Linked DNA regions of Gossypium hirsutum: all the other regions are linked to region 3. Evidence: chromatin contacts called from public Hi-C data. All regions are on one chromosome and are shown on one strand. The core of a region is the stretch at or near the end of the contact, and the rest is flanking DNA. Distances in the headings are between cores, read along the strand shown. Region 1 has its middle 31 kb from the start of LOC107888757. Region 2 holds the start of LOC107888755 (DNA mismatch repair protein MSH2). Region 3 has its middle 6.9 kb from the start of LOC107889947.

The links. A called contact is a pair of places that touch in the nucleus more often than the background predicts.
Region 1: a contact with region 3 is called in a Hi-C map of leaf, with 1.9 times the contacts expected there. The contact joins two enhancer-like sites. A contact is called at or near these places in 2 of 34 Hi-C or Micro-C datasets (callus and leaf).
Region 2: a Hi-C map of hypocotyl shows a contact between it and region 3, with 4 times the contacts expected there. The contact joins the promoter of LOC107888755 here to the enhancer-like site in region 3. A contact is called at or near these places in 13 of 34 Hi-C or Micro-C datasets (anther, callus, hypocotyl and 3 more).

What each region holds. Positions count from the first base shown.
Region 1 is chrA09:41,998,251-42,001,276 of Gossypium_hirsutum_v2.1, forward strand. No RefSeq gene overlaps it. Among protein-coding and RNA genes, the nearest start is that of LOC107888757, 31 kb to the right of the region's middle. Within about 2 kb of position 1,546, at least 5 of the 9 cell types and tissues checked have an H3K27ac peak or open chromatin away from gene starts, as enhancers often do. A contact at or near this core is called in leaf, where this site is marked.
Region 2 is chrA09:41,896,826-41,900,158 of Gossypium_hirsutum_v2.1, forward strand. It overlaps LOC107888755 (DNA mismatch repair protein MSH2), which reads right to left and starts at 1,523. Exons shown (of 13, transcript XM_016812949.2): 1 at 1,289-1,523; 2 at 1,100-1,149; 3 at 853-885; 4 at 1-208. The coding sequence starts at 1,337.
Region 3 is chrA09:42,150,178-42,153,701 of Gossypium_hirsutum_v2.1, forward strand. No RefSeq gene overlaps it. Among protein-coding and RNA genes, the nearest start is that of LOC107889947, 6.9 kb to the left of the region's middle. Within about 2 kb of position 1,829, at least 7 of the 9 cell types and tissues checked have an H3K27ac peak or open chromatin away from gene starts, as enhancers often do. A contact at or near this core is called in hypocotyl and leaf, where this site is marked.

The DNA of each region.
Region 1 (3,026 bases), core at 296-2,795, 150 kb before region 3:
TTGTGTGACATGACACAACACCCAAATACTGCCTTGTGTCATTGATTCTATTCTTTGACGTCTCGGGAAACTTATGTCTCACTTGAGCCTTTCTTTTATGTCAATTGGGCCTTTATATCTTCATTCCACACACTCAATTGAACCAATTAACTCAACCTAAGACCCGTGTCGACTTATTAGGTCACAACACTTGCAAAATGTGTTAAAAACACTTATTTTTATTAACTTTTAATCTTAAGGCCTAATTACTGAAAATGAAATTTAAAATTCTAAATTTCTTGGAAAACAAGCTCCTTAGGTGCGGAATTGACCTGAGTTGACAACTACATTTGACGCCAGGTCAAATACCCCACACTTAAGTTTTTGCTTGTCCTACTACCAAAAAAAATGAGAATAAACTAAAATTGAAAACAAGAAATAAACATGAAAAGGAAAAGAAATATGCTTGAGTCGGCTTGATACACAAGATTAGGTCAGAGCATCGACACTAGGACGATTTGTCTAAATATATAATTCTAGCTAATTATTTAAAAAATTTACAGTTATTTACAGTTAAATAGATTAGTTTAATAAATTAAAAAGTAAACAAGTTAAAGAAAATTAAATATATTTATCCATCAAAATGTATATACGAATATAATATTTATTTTTGCAGAGTATAGTCAGTTTGAATTTTTTTCCTGGTCGATTTATTTTTATCTATGCTTTGAATTTTAATGTAGTAATATTTTCTCGATATCCCTTATGATAATTTTTTTTATTTGTGTCAATACTATAAAGATTTTTCTCGGGCACTTTTTATAAAATTTATACAAGTCATACTGCACTGTTCCAATAACCATGGATTTTGTCGAATATTTTCTTTTTAATTTGAACATCCTATACTTCTATAAATATAATTTCCTACTAGTGTCTACCTTTATCACTTGGTATATTTAATCTCTTTTACCTATTTACAGTCTAATGAACTGAACTAATTAGTCTAATATAGACAACCTAAATCATTTAATTTCAAGCTAATTTTACAATTTAAACAAACAACCTAAGTATTTCTACAAGCTGCACAAATATGCAATTAAAAACTAAAAACCAAGAAAATAATATAACTAAAAAGAAAAAAAACATTTTAAAATTTTCCTAAGTCACCCTCACACTTTATTCGGCACATTGTCCCTAACATGCAATAAAAAATATCAAAGAAAAAAAGGTTACCCGATTAGCATGATATGTGCAAAATTGAGACTACCCCTCCTTTTTGTTTTAGCTTATAATTTTTGTGCCATAAAAAATTATAGGGTTGATGCAAAGAAAAATTAATAGCACACAAACATATATAGAAACTGCTAAATTCTAACTAATTAAAACTAATGCAAAAATTAAAAATCATCCCTAATAAAAATACAGTACACAAATCAAAATATATACAAATGTTCAAAATCAGTCGGACTCGGATTCCAACTCCTTGATCATTTGGGCCTTGCCCCTATCATGCCTCACCAACGTTTTTGTAGCCCTCATTCCTGAAGTCTGGGCTGAGCTGTGCTGGCTCAGGTCATGGATCACCACACCCTTCGTTGATGAGCGATCTGGGTGAGATATTTGCTCATAGTCTGGTGTAGCGATTGGGGTCTCCTCCTCCTTATCATCCTCATCATCATCACCGACACCCTCCTTGCTTGGCGGTGGGAACCTCTCGAACATGTCAGAGAGTAGCGTTGGTGTGGGCCACCAATTATATTTTGCGATGCAGACCAGAATGTCTTTCATGTCCTGCATCCAACGGGTCTTCCACTCTGATATCGGTATATCTATGAGGCCTGTCATCCTCGATGTATGTGCTTTCCCATTCCTCTTTTTCAGCCCCTGAGTGTCGTTCCCATGTTTAGTTCACAGCTCCTTCTCCCAATTTTGTTTACGTTGGAGCTCGATGACCTGGCCGTACAAGTTATTCCCAATCACACTTCAAGTGGGTCTCGTGAACGGCTCGATCGATGACATGGGGACATCGACTCGGTGATGTAAGGCGGTAATTGGATGCGGAAGTACATACTTTGTTTTCGATGTCATATGCACTTGAGCATCGCCTCATATATCCAGTGGCCTACGCAAATTCCTTCTCTATGCAAGATGAAGTAAAGCATGACCGCTCGGTAGGCATTATGGGTCGGCACGAGGCGGGTGCAAATAAGCTGCATCCACATCTTGGCCATCGAGAACATGATGGCTGTGTTAAATTTCAATGGTAGCTCAGAGTTGGCTTGGTGAGTCCACTCACCATGGCCCTCCATCAAGTAGTCGATAATACCCTCCATGTCAAAATCCTCAAACATGAATAGTCTAAGGTCTCTAAAAAATCGCGGGTATAATATGGGGCGTTGTAAAATCAACAAATATCTTGAGGTGTACTCAACACCTCTTTACCCTGGACAGTCATGCTGGTGATTGTCTCACCCCTTTGCTTCCGATTCTCCTTATATTTTAAGGAGGCATAATATTTGTATATAATAGTATTAATCGCCAGTTCGGTTGGAGTTGAGAAAAAATAATTCCAACAATGGGCTCAAACGAGATTCCAAATCTTGTCGCAAGCAGATATAGTGGGATCAAACCCATTCTCTTGTATGAACAACTATCCACTCATCTGAAGGAAGAACTACTCAACTTCTATATTATGGAAGTGATTGGCCTCGGGGTTACTCGATTCTTGAGTGGAACATCATTGTTTTCTTGGTGTCATTTTCAAATTGAAGTAAAATAACAACTAACCCAAATGATAAAAATGAAAAAGAACAAGTTTAGAACATGATGCCTCAAGTTGTTGTCTACTAGCCTCTGTTCCTGATCGATGTCGAATGGAAAAAAATGAAAAATGAAAACTGAAAATAAAAGAAAGAAGAACACTTATTGAGGTGAATTAGAGGTTAGGAATGTAAAAGATCGAAGCTCGTGGTGGGGAAAACGTGCAGCTACTCCAAAGGGATGTTTTTTTTAGGCGTTTTGGGTGTGTGTTCTTATGCCTAATTATT
Region 2 (3,333 bases), core at 273-2,772, 250 kb before region 3:
AATTGGAGCCACTACCTTCATAGAGCTCCAGAGTGTGGTCTGTTCTCTCCAGGAGAAGATCACGGGTGATTGTTTCAAACATGTTTTTATTAACACTTACACTTGAAAGACCATTCGAGCCACTACCGAGTTTCCGGAGAGCAGTAGTAGTACGATAATATGTTTTAGCGATAAAGGTTGCATTTTCACCATGAGCAGTATAATAATCCTGTATATTCAGAAAACAATAGTTTGGAAATGTGGTGCTTACAATGAAAAGGAAAATAAAACTAGCATTATAGAACAAAATCAGTTTGTACAAGTTTTAGACACCTAATATATACATATGCATTTATATATATGTGTGTAATATAAGAATGTCTTCATGTCCGCTTGTGTATTTTTACAGGCAGCATTGCACATTTACAAATTCTGACAGAGATGAAGGTTGAAATGGTTGACAAGTAGAAAGGGAAAAGTACATATAAGAAAATGGGTAATTAGGCATAGGGCATTGCAAAAATGGCAATATACTTTAGCATGAATAAATGGATTAGAAAAATATTTCCAAAACCGTCTGATCCTTTAAAAAATTTAACCATTTTCCCCTGAACTTCAGATAACACACGTATATGTATATAGCAATTTCCTGAAGAACAGTTATATGCAGACCATATTTCCATTTCCTTTTTTATATATTAAGAAATAAAAATATTTAATTTCAAAGACAACCCAACTGGCATTTCTTAATTATAGGTGAAAAAAAAACACCCAGTTCTCAAAGCAAATTATTTAACCAATAATCATAATTGAAGTAAAGACAAAATAAAATTTTACAACCCACAGTGGTAAAGACTATAAGCCTGAACTAACCCGGCGATCAAAAAACCGAACAGCCCTTGGATCCTGTAAAGGAAGAGACCAAATGATCAGGGAAACGAAATATAGTTCAAATTAAATCATTTTTTTTCAAACCATATTAAGTATTGATATGGCATTTTCTCCCCCATTTTACCTGTTCCTGTTCGGTTTCATTATATAAGTAAATAAACATTAAAGGAAAAAAAAACCATAATTAGTAATATAAATCCCAATAGATAGAAAAAGAAAGGGGGCTTACATTCGGTAGAGTTTTGAAAAATGAGAGAAACCCTTGAGCCTGCTTAGCGTCTGTTAACAGTAACCCAAAAAAAACAAAACCAAAAAAGGAGAAAAGTATTATCAACCATAAATTCCTGGAAAAAAATTATCAAAAGAAAATTAAAAGCATAAAAATAAGTTTCTAACAGAAAAAGGAGTGAGTGGGTACCTAGTTTGAGCTCTGGAAGCTTGTTTTGTTCATCAAAATTTTCATCCATTTTCGAGACAACTTACCAAAAAGCCCAAAAACGGGGGAAAAAAAGAGAAAGAAAATTGCTACTTTTCAGCTTCAGAGAACACAAACCAAAAACCTATTCTTATTCTGTAGAAAAACAAAAACACAAAACCTAAAATAAAGGGCCTTTTTCTGATGGCGGGAAAGGAATTGGCGGGGTTTTGAGAAGGGGTCTCCGAAGTACTCCATATTTCTTGGTTGTGTTGAAGTTGGATCAACCTGACCTAAGCTTGGGCCAAGTCCTGAACACAGATGATAACTTGGAGACTCAATTTATAACCAGAATTGGGCCTTTCTTTCATTTCATCCACTATGCACAAAGCCACAAATTTGTAAGTATCTCAATTCTACTTCATATTTTCTTTTAGGTTTAATACTACTTTGTATGTCCGTATCATAATAATATCATTTGTGCTTGTCTATTTAATTGGTTTTTAAAAAATTTAAAATTGATAATACATATTAATAATATATTAACTATATATTTATTGTTTTATTTTGAAGTCTCGAAATATAATATTAAAATATTATAATAAATAAAGATATTAATTGTTAAAATAAATTGAAAAATTTAGATTTGAAATATTATATTAAAATAATTAATAAAAAAAAGATATTTCAATATTTTATTATAAAATTTTGTACTAACAGATAAATTAATTCATGAAAAAATAAATAATGACTAGTAATAAAAAGGATTTTATTATAAAACATTAATTTAAAAAAAGAGTCCTATGAATTGTAATATACGTTCAATAATTAAGTAATGTTTAAATTAATTTAATGTAAGTTACTATTTGATAAATTAAAAAATTAAATGCAGAAAAATAAGTTTTGAAAAATTTAAGTACTAAATTTAAGTTATAAAATTGTTTGATAAACATAAATTTTAAATTAAAAATATTTTACATTTTATCCTTAATTTTTAAATATTTCACTTTATTTTAAATAAAAATCAAATTTTAGACATAAAATTTTTATTGGATAATATAATAATAAAATAAATAAAATAAAATAAAATTGAATTGATTGAAAATATCCTCCATTAAGTGATAAGTAACTCTTATCTACTTATTATTTTCAATGTTCTATCAAACAAACCCTAATTTAAAAGACAATATGTAAAAAAGAAATTTATCCAAATTGAAAATAAGTGCCTTAAACGAGGGAGTGTCCATTTGTTAAAAAAACTATAATGTGAACATGTTTGTTTATTTCTATTTTAGATAAACCTTATAATATATAATATTAGTCTTCTTACCTGTGATGCATGAGTTTAGTGTATAAATTAATTATAATCCTAAAAGCAATGTAGATTTGTTGAATTTGAATATAGTAAGAAGTTAGTTAATAAGTAAATTCAAATAATTTAACATGTGCAAATGATAATATTGATTATACGATGAAAGTCTTAAGGCCCAATTTCAGACTCATGGATGTGATGGACTTACACTACCTCAAAGCCCAACAATAAGGTCAAAGGTCAAGCAAATCAAACCAAGATTCGATCAAAGACAAAATGCGAGGATGAATCTTTTCGAGAAAACAAGGAATGATACATGCACAGAATGAGTGAAATTTATTGAAGTAAATTCAATCAAGCTGTCAATTTTCAAGCTAAAAAGATTAGTCAATTTGTGATGCATTTTTGGATGGTATCTAGGCATTTATGGGCTTAGATATCTGCATAGAGTTTTAAGATCTATCTTTTAGCTTTGAAACAAACTTTGAATCACTCGATTTTAAGTTCAGGAGCTTAAGTTATGACTGTTTTAGTGAAGACTACGCGAGCAAAATTTCTAAATGAGATTATGACGAAAATTACTACTTTTGGGCTTTTAATTCGAGTTTAAACCATATTGTGTTCGAATTTTAGGCTTAATTTTTATTATATATGATCTCAATATTGAATTTATTAGGTTTTATTATTTTATTATTTATTTATTCCGAATTTTGAATATTGTTTAAGTATTTTAAGT
Region 3 (3,524 bases), core at 579-3,078:
CTCCAGATCCATCTGCACAAGAACTGCTTGCATCTTAATTTGCCGCAATGTAAATCTGGTGTTACGATCCAACATCAAAATTTCATACTTCAAAGACGCTATTGTGATTGAGATGAACATTTCGAAAGCTCTGATACCAATTTGTGAAAAATAAAATAAAATAAAAAATAAAATAAAGAACACACAAATTTTACGTGGAAACCCTTTCGGGAAAAAACCACGGGCAGAGGAGAAGAAAATTCACTATGTTAAAAATTTGAATCAATACAAGAGGAATAGACTTTATCTATTTATAGGCTTGTAAAGCCGTATTCTAGTAGAATTGAAACACCTTATCGTAATCAATATAAAATATATAGAGTTTAATAAAATTTAAAAAATATTATTCTAAAATAAAATAAAAGAAGTCAGTTCTGAATTTTACTTTTATTTTATTTTATATCGTATTTTATTTAAATAAGAATTTAAAAAATAACCTTTTGAATAATTATTAAAATCATTAAATTAAAAAAAAAACAATGACAAATTCTCTCCGTGATCTTGCTGATGGTGCTTCAGTTTCTGTCGGTGATCGAAACACTAAGAAGGTACGGTTCAAGGATCAGAATTCAGATTTGGACTCAGAAATGGTGGATGGTGTTAACCTAACACCGACTCTCTTGGAAAGAGATGCTTCTAGGAAAGGGAACTCATGACCAACAAGGAGAGAAATGAGGGGCTTTTTTCAGGAACGGATGATGACTTTGTTCTTTTAGACGGTGATATCAAAAGATCATCAGTTAATGGTATTCCATCGATCGAGTTCTCGGACAGGGTTAACGAAATCTTAGTCAAGAACATGGCTACCTCGGTGGTGCTTAAACTACCGGGGAGAAATATTGGATTCGCGGCGCTTCAAAATCGGATCTATGGTATCTAGAAACTGTCCATGCGCTTCAAAATGGGTATTTTCTGGTGAAATTTCAAAATCTAGTAGACTATGAAAAGGTATTATCTCAAGGGCCATGGACTATTATTGGGCAATATTTAATGGTACAACTATGGACAACGGATTTCGATCCCATTAAACCCTATTCGAGTGTGGTTATGACCTGGCTCAGACTCCCGGGACTTACAGGCCATATGTATATGAAGAAAATCCTGTGGAAAATAGGTGGTATGGTTAGAAAAGTTGCAAAATTGGACTTTAACACGGATGGTAAAGCAAGGGGCAGATATGCTAGCATGGCGATCTATATTAACCTGGAAAAACTCTTGATTTCAATGGTTTTGATTAACGGAAAAGTTCAGCGGATTCAGTACGAATCTTTACCGGTTGTTTTTTTCTCTTGCTGTCGTTATGGACATTTCAAAGAGAACCGTGGGCAAGTGAAAGAGATTCTGGAATATTCGGCCAGGAAAAACACGACGCCAGAAAATGGAATTCCAGAAACTGAACCGGCGGTGGAAACTGACCCTTTTGGACCTTGGATGCTGGTGGTGCGCAAAATGAAGAAACCATCTAAGGACCCACAAAATTTTGGAAAGAACAACACTATAAAGAAAGTTTTGGGATCTCGCTTTCAAGCTTTGAATAATTTAGAGAAAGAAAATGGAATGAACGTTGCGGGAAAAGAGGGATTTACAGATTCTTTGCGAAAAGATAAAAACCCTATAATTAAATTATTGCAAGGATTAGAAAAAGAAAATCTAGAAGTAAATTCCAATAAAGGTGGTCCAAAGCTTTTCAAATAAAGTTGACCAGGCCCAAGTTAATAAAATTGTTTCAGCGTCCAAGGGCGCTAGTGATGGAGGGCTGCTATTAAGCCAGTTGGGCTGTCAGGACTATGAAGGGCTCACTTAAGTTTAATGAACCTGGAAGCAGTCCAAATAAAGGGCCTTTGGGGAAGCAGGCCACTCCAGCTGCAAAATCAGGGCCTGAAAGTGATGGGCAGCTTCCTTATGTATCAACCCAAGATGATCACAACCAAGTTCAATCCAACTCTTGTTTTAATTTTGTTCGTTTCGAAAAAATTTCTGCTTTATTTGCTGTAGGTGCAAATGCGTCGGGACTGGAGCCATCCGTGCAGGCTAATGAATTTGATGGAGTTAAAGCACACTTCAATCCAACCTTCGAAGGTCCTGTGGGTGTTGGGGTCCAATTGTCCGATGGCGTTTTAGATCCTGATAAGCACACTGTTGTAGTTTTTAAGGAAAATTCGCACCCAAATTTCCATGAACTTGCTGAAGTACATTAACTTTGATGCCTTAGGAGCGGGTAGTTTAGGAAATAAAAATAGAAAAAATAGTGGCAAGTTTGGTATTGGTCAAGGAGGTTGGAAATTAAATAAATCATTAAGGGGAAATCTACTGGGAATTCTCGTATTCCTCTAGTTGAATCTATGGAGGCAGTGGTGATTTTTATTTTGTCCCAAATGGTGAATGAAACAGGAAATGGAGCGCAAGATAAAGTAGCTTCCAATTTAGTTGGTGTTGCTGATTCTCAGTAATGGTATGTCACTAATTTTCATTTTATTTTTCATGAATTTCTCAATTTTTTCTTGGAATTGTCAGGGTTGTGCTAGTTCCAGATTATAATATGGAATATAAATCGGATATTATTAGTTTGCTTGAACCCAAAGTAAGTGGGACCAAAGTAGATAAAATTATAGCACAGTTGGGGCTCGATACTTACATCCGTGGGGGCAATAGGATACTCTAGGGGTATTTGGATTGGTTGGAAAAATTCAGTTCGGGTTGAGGTGGTTCACAATCACCTTCAATTTAATCTCGCCTGGGTTTGGTCAATTTCTTCTTCAGTATCGATTTTTATTTCTTTTGTGTATGGAAGCTTAAATCGTCAAAAGCGTAAGGACGTATGAGAGGATCTTAGCTTATCAATTCCCGTGGGGCAAATTTCATGAATGGCTATTGGTGATTTCAATGTAATCTTGACACCTAATGAAAAAATTGGTAGTTTTTTAGCAGGTAGGAGATGCTCCCCTTTACAGGGCACAGAGGTAGGCTTTTTGAGAGATTGGATTACACACTAAAGAATGAAGCATGGATAAAAATTTTTCGAAATAGCTTGATTACCCATCTTCCCAAAACTAAGTCAGACCATAGAGCATTTTTTCTCAGCCTTAATCTGGAGATTTCTTTACCTAGAGGAAGGCCTTTTCGGTTTTTGGTAGGATTGGTCAAGCACCGTGAGTTTGGGGATTTTGTGAATGACAATTGACGTTTTAGTGAGACCGTGTCAGAAGTAATAGAAAAATTTACTGAGTGTTTAAAGGAGTGGAATAAATTAGTTTATAGTCACATCACGACTTGTAAGAGGAAGCTGCTTCACCAATTAACTGATATTCAGTGATGTATAGAATTTTCTAGCTCAAATTGGTTAGCTCAATTAGAAATGGAGGCCAGGCAGGAATTGGAGAATGTGTTGCATCATGAAGAAATCCTTTGGAAACAAAATACAAGATGTGACAGGTTAAACTTGGGAGATCGCAATACTAAGTTTTTTTCATACTCATACCTTACAA